Linked DNA regions of Mus musculus: region 2 is linked to region 1. The links are chromatin contacts, called in public HiChIP or PLAC-seq maps. All regions are on one chromosome and are shown on one strand. Each heading gives the region's core, a stretch centred on a gene start, on an enhancer-like site or on the middle of the called end of the contact. The rest is flanking DNA. Distances are from core to core; before and after follow the strand shown.

What was found. HiChIP or PLAC-seq counts read pairs in DNA pulled down with a chosen protein or histone mark.
Region 2: an H3K27ac HiChIP or PLAC-seq map of T-cell acute lymphoblastic leukemia shows a contact between it and region 1, with 8 times the contacts expected there. The contact joins two enhancer-like sites. A contact is called at or near these places in 1 of 115 datasets of contacts at active chromatin or transcription factors (T-cell acute lymphoblastic leukemia) and 1 of 9 other capture datasets (pancreatic islet).

The regions. Positions count from the first base shown.
Region 1 is chr4:129,875,892-129,881,069 of GRCm38.p6, forward strand. No RefSeq gene overlaps it. Among named protein-coding and RNA genes, the nearest start is that of 1700108I11Rik, 25 kb to the left of the region's middle. Within about 2 kb of position 1,495, at least 309 of the 459 cell types and tissues checked have an H3K27ac peak or open chromatin away from gene starts, as enhancers often do. A contact at or near this core is called in T-cell acute lymphoblastic leukemia, where this site is marked.
Region 2 is chr4:130,377,441-130,382,428 of GRCm38.p6, forward strand. Snrnp40 (small nuclear ribonucleoprotein 40 (U5)) reads left to right here. Exons shown (of 10, transcript NM_025645.2): 5 at 606-728. Among named protein-coding and RNA genes, the nearest start is that of Snrnp40, 20 kb to the left of the region's middle. Within about 2 kb of position 1,606, at least 9 of the 459 cell types and tissues checked have an H3K27ac peak or open chromatin away from gene starts, as enhancers often do. A contact at or near this core is called in T-cell acute lymphoblastic leukemia, where this site is marked.

The sequences.
Region 1 (5,178 bases), core at 245-2,744:
AGGCCGCCTGCTCTCTAGAATAATTCCTGAGTCCCTTCAGAGAAGCTCTGCCTGTCCCCCCCACCCCCACCCTGCACCAGTCGATGGAGATTAATAGAGATCAACAACCAGTCAAAATACAGAGACTGAGAAATTGTTGAGTGCTTGTCCCTAAAGCGCTCTCTGTATCACAACCCCTTGCCCTGAGGCTCCGAGGACATCACTGAAGATGGCGCAGAACAGCCAAAGGAGCAGGAAAAGTGCCTCAAGTTATTGTCCCCTGGACTTGACAGGGACGCTGCACACCCATACTTGTAACCCCAGCACTTGGGAGGCAGAGTCAGGAGTTGCTCTATGAGTTCAAGGCCAGCCTGGGCTACAGAGTGAGTTCCAGGACAGCCAGGGTTATACAGAGAAACTCTGTCCAAAGAAAAAGAAAGGAAGAGAGAAAGAAAGAAGGAAGAGGAGGGGAAAGGGAGGGGAAGCAGGAGTTGGGGAGGAGGTTGGAGATGGCTAAGTAGTTTGAGAGCTCTGGTTGGCTGGGTTCCATTAGCAGCCCCTAAATGGCAGGTCACAACCATCTTGTAATTCCTGTTCCAGGGGATTCTGTCCCCAGTTCTGGTCTCCTCAGGCACTAGGGATGCAGGTGGTGGACATACATACCTGCAAGCAACTTATTCATCCGCATCAAAATAAATTGGTTTTTAAAAATAAAAAAAAGAGAAGGAAGGTTTGAAGTTGTGAGGGGGATGGGAGGATGAGAGAAGCTGAAGAGGGCAGTGAAGGGCCGATATGGTCCCAATACACTGTATCCACGTATGATATTCTCAATTAATCAAATAATAATGAAGAAGAGTCTTGGCCCATTTTCCTTTAAGAACATTCATGAATTTGCTGGGGGCGTTCCTGTCCTGATGGGTGCTTTCCTGGCCTGAATGAAACCTAGGCTTCTCCCCAGCACTGTAGAAAACATGATGCTGTATGTGCACAGCCCAGCATTCAGGAGTTTAAAGGCCAGCCTGGACTACATCAACCTTGGGGACTGTAGAGAGGACTGGAAGTGACCTGGGCTTGGCTCCCGGTGCATATGGCTGCTTACAATTGTCTGTAACTTCAATTCCAAAGAATACAACCACCTCTTCTGGCCTCCACGAGCATCAGGAATACACAGGGAGCATATACATACACTCCGGCAAAACACACGGAAAGTAAAAATAAACAACTCTTTAAAAAAAAAAGAAGCAAAATTTGCAGATTTTTAAAACAAAGATACCAGTTCTTTCCCTGGCCACTGCAGCCTTTGATGTGGGTGGTCGCTGCCAGGCAGCAGGCAGGGTCTCCAGGGTCTTCAAGATGCTTAGTCGCGGGCTGGTCTCCCCACCTCTTAGCCCCAAGACAAGCAAGCACACCTCGTGCTCCAGCTTGCATCCCTTAACAGAAGATTGGTTGACCCAGGCGAGTGCCTCTGTGAGTGCATGCGCACTGGAGCAGAAGCAGCTAACACAGGCCCTGGAAACTGACAGAGGAGCCACGCGTTTGCTCCTGGAGACGCTGTCTAACATTAACATGCAGGTCTCAGCGGAGAGCAGGAAATGCCAGCGAGTGGGGGGGATGGTACAGGGAAGGGTGTGCCCCAAGCTGAGATCCCTGGGACACCCGGGAATCGGTCATAACCTGTGCCCAAACAAGCCAGATTCGGCCGCACTTCCTTAAGGAGGAAATAAAAAGGAGCCAAGTTAACAGTGAAAAGCGGAGAGAAATTTATTCAATGTGAGCAAACCCGGAAGAGGAACAAAAAGATCCAGTGACTCCCTCCCCCAACTCCAAGTCTATCTTCAGGGTCCTGACCTGAGGATAGGGCTTAAACAGAAAGCAAGAGACATACATAATTGAGCAATTTGGCAAATATGGTCTCCCGATCGCCACTCTCTCAGCTCCAAGTCTCCCAGGGTGTCTCCCGGTTCCTCTTCCAGCAGGAAACTCCTGGAGAAACTAATTTCTTGGGGTCCATTCTCTAAATAGTCTGATAGCCAAAGGGGGCGGGGGGGGCACAAGTGTCTCTTTAGAATGTATCCATTCTTGCCAGGGAGGTGGTTATGAGAATGTCACAGGGCCATCTGTGCTAATTCACCAGTGGGTGGAGGGAAGACTGTATTCGCCCTTTGGTCCCTAACAGGGCAGAGAGACCTCTTGTGTCTTCTGATAAGGATCAGAGAGCAGAGACAGAGGTAATGAGGTCTGAGGGATGCTGGTGGGGCTGTGGACATTGCCCTCGTGTCCTCGGTACCACAGAGGAACTAAATCTTCCCATGCCCAGCCCCAGATATGGCTGGAAGCCACGTTTTAAATATCCGTGTAGAAGTTTGCATATATTCAAACCTCTTACCTCCTAATTTACATTTTTTTTGCCTGTTTCTTCTGAGATTTGGTTTTTCATCTTGTTCTTATTTCCTGATTTGAAAGCTGTCCTCTCTGGTTTTATTCTTCCTGTACCCTGGTAATTCAGCATGCTACCTGACTTATGAAATCTTAAAAATTAATCAATGTCTCATTTTCGCCCCCAGAATGAAAAACTGCCCTAAACACTGTAGCTTCATTAGCCAGCCTCCAGCTATCTGCTAGCATGCCTGCTTTTTTTTTTTTTTTACTTTTTAAAACTTTACTCATTTTTTTAACCCTCGGAAGACATCGTTATAATTTTCTCTGTAGTCAATGACTAACATGAATTATTTAGAAATATCGTCGTTTCCAAATAATGGAGATTTTTGCAGTTACCGTTTCTTTATTAATTTATAATATAAATGCACTGCGGTCTGAAAACAGTCTGTGTAATTTTAATGCTTTCAAATTTGTTCAAACTGAAGGTCCCACGACACATTTGGTTTTTGGGTTTCCGTGAGTGCTGGCAGGGAACATGGAGGTTGCAGGAATGCACTGTAGGTGCCTTCTGGATCAGGCCCGGGAACCTGACCTCTTCTGTGACTGCTTCTTTGTGTTAGTTCCAGCAATTACCTGAGTGTTGGGTTGCAGTCTCCTGCCATGATGGCGGTTTGTCTGCTACTCTTTGTCATTGTTCCTCTTTTGACTACACCTTCTGGAAAGCATGTTATTAGGTACACGCACATTTAGATTGTTGTATCTTCCTAGAAAATCGAGCCTTTAAACATTATAAAGTGACCTCCCATTACTAAAAGTATAGCCTTAAAAGCCTATTTTCAGTGGGCTGCTGCTTTTTAGCATTTGTTACCGTTTTGAATGTTTCTCCCCACCAGAACCCATGTCAGGTGGTAAAAGTGGAACCAATTTTTAAAAGATGTTTTATATTTATTTGTTTATTTCTGTATGGGGAGGAAATTCCTGCCGTGGTGCAGATGTAGAAGTCAGGATAATTTGAAGGAGTGGGAAGTCTCTTTCCACCACATGGGCCCAAGAGCTGGGTGCCCACCCTCACTAGCTGAGACATCTCGGCCTCCCTGCCTTCCCCCACCTACCCAGTACTGGGAACTGAAGCTGGTCCTCCACCCGTGACAGGCAATTGCTCAGCCCGCCACTGAGCTGTTCTTCTAGCCTAGGAGGCACTTGGCCTCATGAGGGCACAGCCCTCTTAAGTTAGGTAGAGGACAAGGGAAATTTGTCTGTCTCTCTTGCTCTCTTCTTCTCCTTGCCTTTCTACCTTCCTCCATGTTATGAGAGGACAAAAGCCCTTGCCAGTGCTAGCTCTCTGACCTTGGACTGCCTGGCCTTTAGCACTGATCTTTGCAGAATACCCAGTGGCAGACATTCTGTTACAGCAACATAAACAGACTGAGAGAGTTTTGTTTTGTTTTGCTCTTCTTCTTCTTCTTCTTCTTCTTCTTCTTCTTCTTCTTCTTCTTCTTCTTCTTCTTCTTTTCTTCTTTCTTCTTCTTTTCTTTATCCTTCTTCTTCCTTCTCCTTCTCCTTTTCTCCTTCTCCTTCTTTTTTTCTTTTGCATGCTTTTAATCCCAGCACTCGGGAGGCAGAGGCAGGTGGATCTCTGTGAGTTCAAGGTCATCCTGGTCTACACAGAGAGTTCCAGGACAGCCAAGGCTACATGGAGATATCCTGTCTCATCAAAGTCAATCAGTTAAACAAGCAAACAAACAACAAACAAAAAAACCAAAACAAGACACATATATTTTTGTAGGTCTAGTTGGATTCTCATTATCCAGTCTGGTAATCTTTATCACTTGACTCAAATATTTATTTCTGAAACCTCATAGATGTTATTATTATTGTATATATATATATATTGTATATTATTATTATTGTTGTTGTTGTTATCAAGTTTTGTGACTGAAAGATCCTTGGACCACGTGGCTATCTGTGGTACCTATCAGCATATCTTTATCAGCCTACTATTTCTGCCATGTTTTCTCTCTCTCTCTCTCTCTCCTGTTTTCTATTTTCCTCTTTTGTTCCCCTCTCTCTTGCCCCTCTAGCTTGGTCTTCTTTGACCCCACTCTCTTCGTCTTCATCTCTATCCCCACCCTCCCATGGTCAGGACCAGGCTGCTGGCCATAGTCAGGTTATTTCTCTGCTCTGGATTCTTCCAGATGTCTCTGGCTGTGCTTGCCCTCATACCTACACTAGAAACCTTCCCCTAAGCCTCACCTTGGCTCGGCCATGTCCTCCTCAGCTCAGTCTATACACTCAGTGCTCACTGAGAACTGCTGCCTGGGATGGCTTCCTAGCTGCCTGAAGTTTTAGAACATTCTAGAACATCTGGAATATTCCAGTTTGCTGACAGCCAACGGCTTCAGGCTCCTCCTCTCTCCTTCTTTTCTCTCTATTCTCTCCTCCCCTCTCCTCCTTCTCCTTCCCTTTCCCCCTCCTTCCCTCTTCCCCCTCTTTCTCTTTCTCTGTCACTTTGAAAGGTGTGTGTGTGTGTGTGTGTGTGTGTGTCCGAGGCCTGTGGAAGGATGCTAAGCAAGTGTTCAGCTTCAGTCTCATGTTTCAGTTCTCATTTGTGTGAGCTCGTCACCTGCTCGGCTACTTTTATCTCTGCTATTTAATATGCTCAGAGAAAATGAAATGCCAGCCCAGAATTCTACCCCGGCAAAAACATACTCCAGGAATGAAGACTGAGCGAAGCAGAAGACACGGGGCCATTCCACAGGGCTGCACAGGGCCATTCCACAGGGCTCCCTCAACCTCCCCTCACTGCCTACCCGTTCTCTA
Region 2 (4,988 bases), core at 356-2,855, 500 kb after region 1:
TTAGAAACTTAGCTGAACACACATGGTCCTCTTTCTTGAACAACCAGGAGGTACAGTTTGGGCATCATCTAGGTCTTATTTGTTCCTGACACTTATTTATATATGGTTTGTCTTTACGTTTTACATATTGGTGTTGTTTGTTTAAGATTTATTTATATTTATATTTATGTGTATAGGTTTGTTGTCTGCATGTCTGTCTGTCTGCACCACTTGCATGACTGATGCCTTTGGAAACCAGAAGAGGGAGTCAGATCCTTTGGAATTGGCTGCTAAGTGGGTGCAGGGAATCATACGTGGGTGCTCTGGAAGAGCAGCCAGTGTTCTTAATCACTGAGCCATCTCCATCCCATGTTCTGTTTGTTTGAAAGTTTATCAGACATGTGGCCTTGGAGGCAAGCTCGGCTGTTTAGTAATTTGCTACTCTAGCTTGGGTGGGAAGGAGGTAGCGTGGTGGACTTTGGTTTCAGGTGAGGAGCAGCTGCACTGCGGAGCATTAGCAAGAGTCTAGTGTCTCCTGCTCATCTGAGGCTGAGTGGAGGATGCGCTGTGACTGCTGTGGCTGCCCTGAGAACAGTGTTACTTACAGTGCTTGCTTTCTGCTTCAGCTTTGGGACATCCGGAAGAAAGCAGCTGTCCAGACATTTCAGAACACGTACCAGGTGTTGGCTGTGACCTTCAATGACACGAGCGATCAGATTATCTCTGGTGGAATAGATAATGACATCAAGGTATATTTGTTTATCTTTCACCTATATATCAGAAGCTAGTCTTTTTTAAATGTTGAGATTGCAGGAGGTTGGCACTTAATGCCAACTAAAAGGAAGAAAGTGAAATTCACTTTCTTTCTATGCTGTTCTAATCCTAAGTAAAGGTTGCATATAATAAATAAATAAATGCACTTCTCTTGCTCTGTCCTCTTGCTCCCGCTCCCCCTCTTTCTCCATCCCCCACCCCCCACCCCCACCCACACACACATGCTCATGTCTGGCCTCTATTCCTCTGCTCTCTCTTTCTCTGCCTTTCTCTGTCTCTACTGCCCTCTCAACTCCCCTCCTCATGCCCTGAATAAACTCAATTCTATACTTTAAAAAAAAAAAATGCTACCAAGGGTCAGGTGATTAGTATGAAGTGTGAAATCCTGGGTAGAGGGAAACTGTGAAAAAGATAAGTTTTAGGCCAGGCCTGGTAAACACTCATTCCTTTAACATCAGCACTCAGGAGGCAGAGGTAAATGGATCTCTAGGAGTTCAAAGCCAGCCTGATCTATGTATTGAGTTCCCAGACAGAGTTACATAGAGAGACCCTGTCTGAGAAGAGAAGAGAAGATTCATTCCCTGACTAGACATTGTTTATTCATTTTAAATTATACTTAATTTTGTATGCAAAGGGCAGAGAACAATTTGCAGTCAGTTCCCTTCTACCCTCTGGGTCCTAGGGATTGACCTCAAACTGTCAGATGTGGTAGCAGGTGCCTTACCTGCTGAGTCATCTCATCCTGCTAAAGACATTGAAAATTGTTTTGAGCTCTCTGGTCTAATGACAAAGGGATTAGTCTGTGACTGTCTACCTTCATCCTTTCATGTGGCTCTCTTTGACACTGAGGAAAAGGAAGTTTCCTAAGCTTGTCCAAGAAAAGACAAAAGACATCAGAGAAAGGCCATGAGCGTTTGGCGGTGCAGTATCACTTGGGCTTACAAGGACTTGTCTTGGATTCTAGACCCAGTCCCACCATTTTCTAGTGTTGTGATTGCCACCTGGTCTTCAGCTCCTTTAAGCCCCAGTTTCCTGGAGTGAGCAGCTAAGGTGGCAAAGACTCAGTGTCTCCCCATGGTGTTGGGAGGTTCAGCCCTAGACATGGCAAGTGCCAGTTTACAGGCAGTTCTGGGGCTGTACTTGCTGTCTGCCTCTGCATCTGCCTATTTTGAGTCTGTGAGGAGCTCAGAGACTATCTTGCCCCAACCCCTCTCTCCATTGCTTTTACACACGCGCCCACACATGCATCTTATGTAGCCCAGGCTTCAGGTCTGAGTCAAGCTTTGTATGTAGTTGAGGATGTCCTTCCCTGCTCCTCTTAGTAGAGACAGCCATGATGAAATGCTGAGAAAAGAAATAGATGGCTGTAGCTGCAGTTCAGAGGGTAGAGTGCTTCCATGGCATGCACAAAGCCCTGAACTTTATCTCCAGCTTCAAATACAACTGGGGGGGTGAGGCCTGCCAGCAATCCAAGCAGTTGAGATAGACACAAGATCAGATCATCATCGTGTTGCTGTCACTCTGGATTACACCTTCACAACAATACATCATGAAGGAAGTTGGTGGTAGAGATGGTGATGATAACGTTATCTCTAGTATGTGAAGAGTAGACAGACAGACAGAACCCAGAGTTTGGATCCACAGTCATACCCAAATTTATAAAAAGCACTTTGAAAAGTTTTCGGTACTATTTGATTTCTTCCTTCCCTTTCATTCTTCAGTTCCTTGTCCCCTGGTTGTTTCTAATAGTGGGACCTCTGCTACTGTGGATCTATAGCTGCAGTTCTTTGAAAGGTCGCCTGTGATGGTTAGTATTGTGTCCTTGACAGGTGGGTCTAGACTCCCCTGGGAGACTAATTTCTGGGCATGCCTGTGAGGGATTGAAGGATTGGTCGCTGTAATGTAGGGTACCATTCCCTGAGTCTCGGCCTGCAGGTAAAGAGGCTAGCAAGCTGAGCACCAGCATCCTTGCTCTCTGCTTTCTGACTGCAGACACATTGCAACCAGTTGTCTCATGTCCCTCACTCCCTCACTGCGAGTACCCTCAGATCAGGAGCCAGATTAACCCTTCTGAAAATGCCTTTTGTCCTGTTAGTTTTACCAAGCAACCGGAAAGTAGCTAAGACTTGACCTGTTACCATCCCAGAGGCAAGGGATATAAGTTTAGTCCCTAGTGGCCGTGTGGTGAAAGGAGAGAGCTGACTTCTGCAAGCTGTCCTCTCGCCTCCATGAGTGGGGCACACTCTTCAAATACATGAGTAAATACATGCAATGCTAATTTGGTATGTACTTATTTTATGTTAGTGCTTGGGCTGGAGAGATTGCTCAGTGGTTAAGAACACTGGCTGCTCTTCCAGAGGTCCTGAGTTCAATTCCCAGCAACCACATGGTGGCTCATAACCAGATCTGATGCCCTCTTCTGGCCTGCAGGTGTACATGCAGGCAGAGTGCTATACACACGGTTTAAGAGATGTTAATGCTTATGTAGATAGTGGCTCACATCTGTAGTCTATAGTGCTAGCCTAGGGAGGCTAGGGCAAGAGGATCACAAGCTTGAGAGCAGCCTGGACAACATAATAAGACCTTATCTCCAAAAGAAAACAAAAAAACTGGTAAGTAACCCGAGATGGCTCAGTGACCAGCACTGGCTGTCCTTCCAGAGGACCCAGGTTGACTTCTCAGCACCCACATGGTAGCTCTCGACTGTCTATAACTCCCATTCCAGGGGATCCGACTCCCTCACACAGACATGCGTGTAGGTAAAACTATTGGATATAAAATAAAAATAAATAAACTACAGATAACCAGAGTGTAGGACAGTTTCCACCCCCAAAAAGTTTACATTGTGCCATGTCCCATCCTAACGTCTATCAGCCATTGTGTCTGTCCTGTACTTCCTTCCCATATACGGAGTGTATGAGTGTGTACCTTTGCGGTGACTGGCTTCTTTTTAGTTAAGCTACAAGAATTTGATTCTCCTATCTACACCACAAGGACAGGCAGGCAGGCAGAACCATCTCGTGTTAATGACGTCTTCTGAGTACAAACATAACTGCTGCTGCTGCTGGTCTATGAACCTTGTTTAGTATAGGTCTGAGGTCTGTCAGGTCCTTGTGTAGGAGTTTCCTATCATCTCGGAAGACAGCACGTTACACCTTCTTGTAGGGCAGGTTCTTTGCAGAGAGTAAGTCCTAGCCATTGAATGTTGATATATGCCAGTTTTGCTTTGAAATTTGAACTTATCTCAAATATGAGGAATGTACAAATATAGTCCAAGAATATTGCCTTTAAATTTAGCTCTGTATTCTAGAGTATCCTTCCTGTGTTTCTGGAAAGCATCCTGATTCTCATAGCCATGCAGTCTTATCTTTCTAAGCTAAGTCTTCTGGCTTGGGGTTCACAGTAAATCTGTACCTCTGACTGGCCTTGAACTCCTAGATAGTTCTTGGCCTCTGCTTCTTGATCCTGAGATTAAAGGTGTGCACCACCACACCCAACTTGTTTTGTTTGTCTGGGAGGTAGGTTCTGACACTTGCATCTTCCTACCCGCGCCTTCTGAGTGCTAGTGTTACAGGCATACATTTAAACACTCTCAGTGGGTTTGTGTGTGCGTGCATGTGTATATACATCCTCCGGAGGCAGAAGAGGGTGTCTGATCCCTTGGAGCTAAGTTATCTTGTGGCTTCTAGCCCCCCATTGTATATCCTGGGAAATGCATTGGGGTGCTGTGGAACAGTGCCTGCTTTTAACCGCTGCACCCTCCAGCCCCACTATTCAGATTTCTTACATCATACATGCATTACCCAACTCCTTTCTGAAAAAAAGTAACTGCCTTCATTTAGGGGATGTCGGTTATTTTATTCATTTAGAAAAATTATATGGCAGTATTAAATGAAGTTTTTTGTAATACCAATGACCTTCACAAAATTGCTCATCTTTTTTCTTGTGACATCCAGGCTATTTTTGTTAGTGTTAATGTTTATTTTTTACATATTTGCTTAATCGTCTATTATGTAAATATTTTTATATTTTGGCTTTAGAGTTATTTTTAGGAAATGCTCAATAATATTTAGAGCCTGCCATGTCCCAGGCATATTACAGGCATTCTTATTTATAATCTTTAGAATGGAAGAGCACTTGCCTAGTCTGCCTGAGCCCCTAGGTTCAATCTCTAGCACCACAAAACATATAAAAGACAGACAGACATGTACAGAAGATGTAGATGCTGTTGAGGC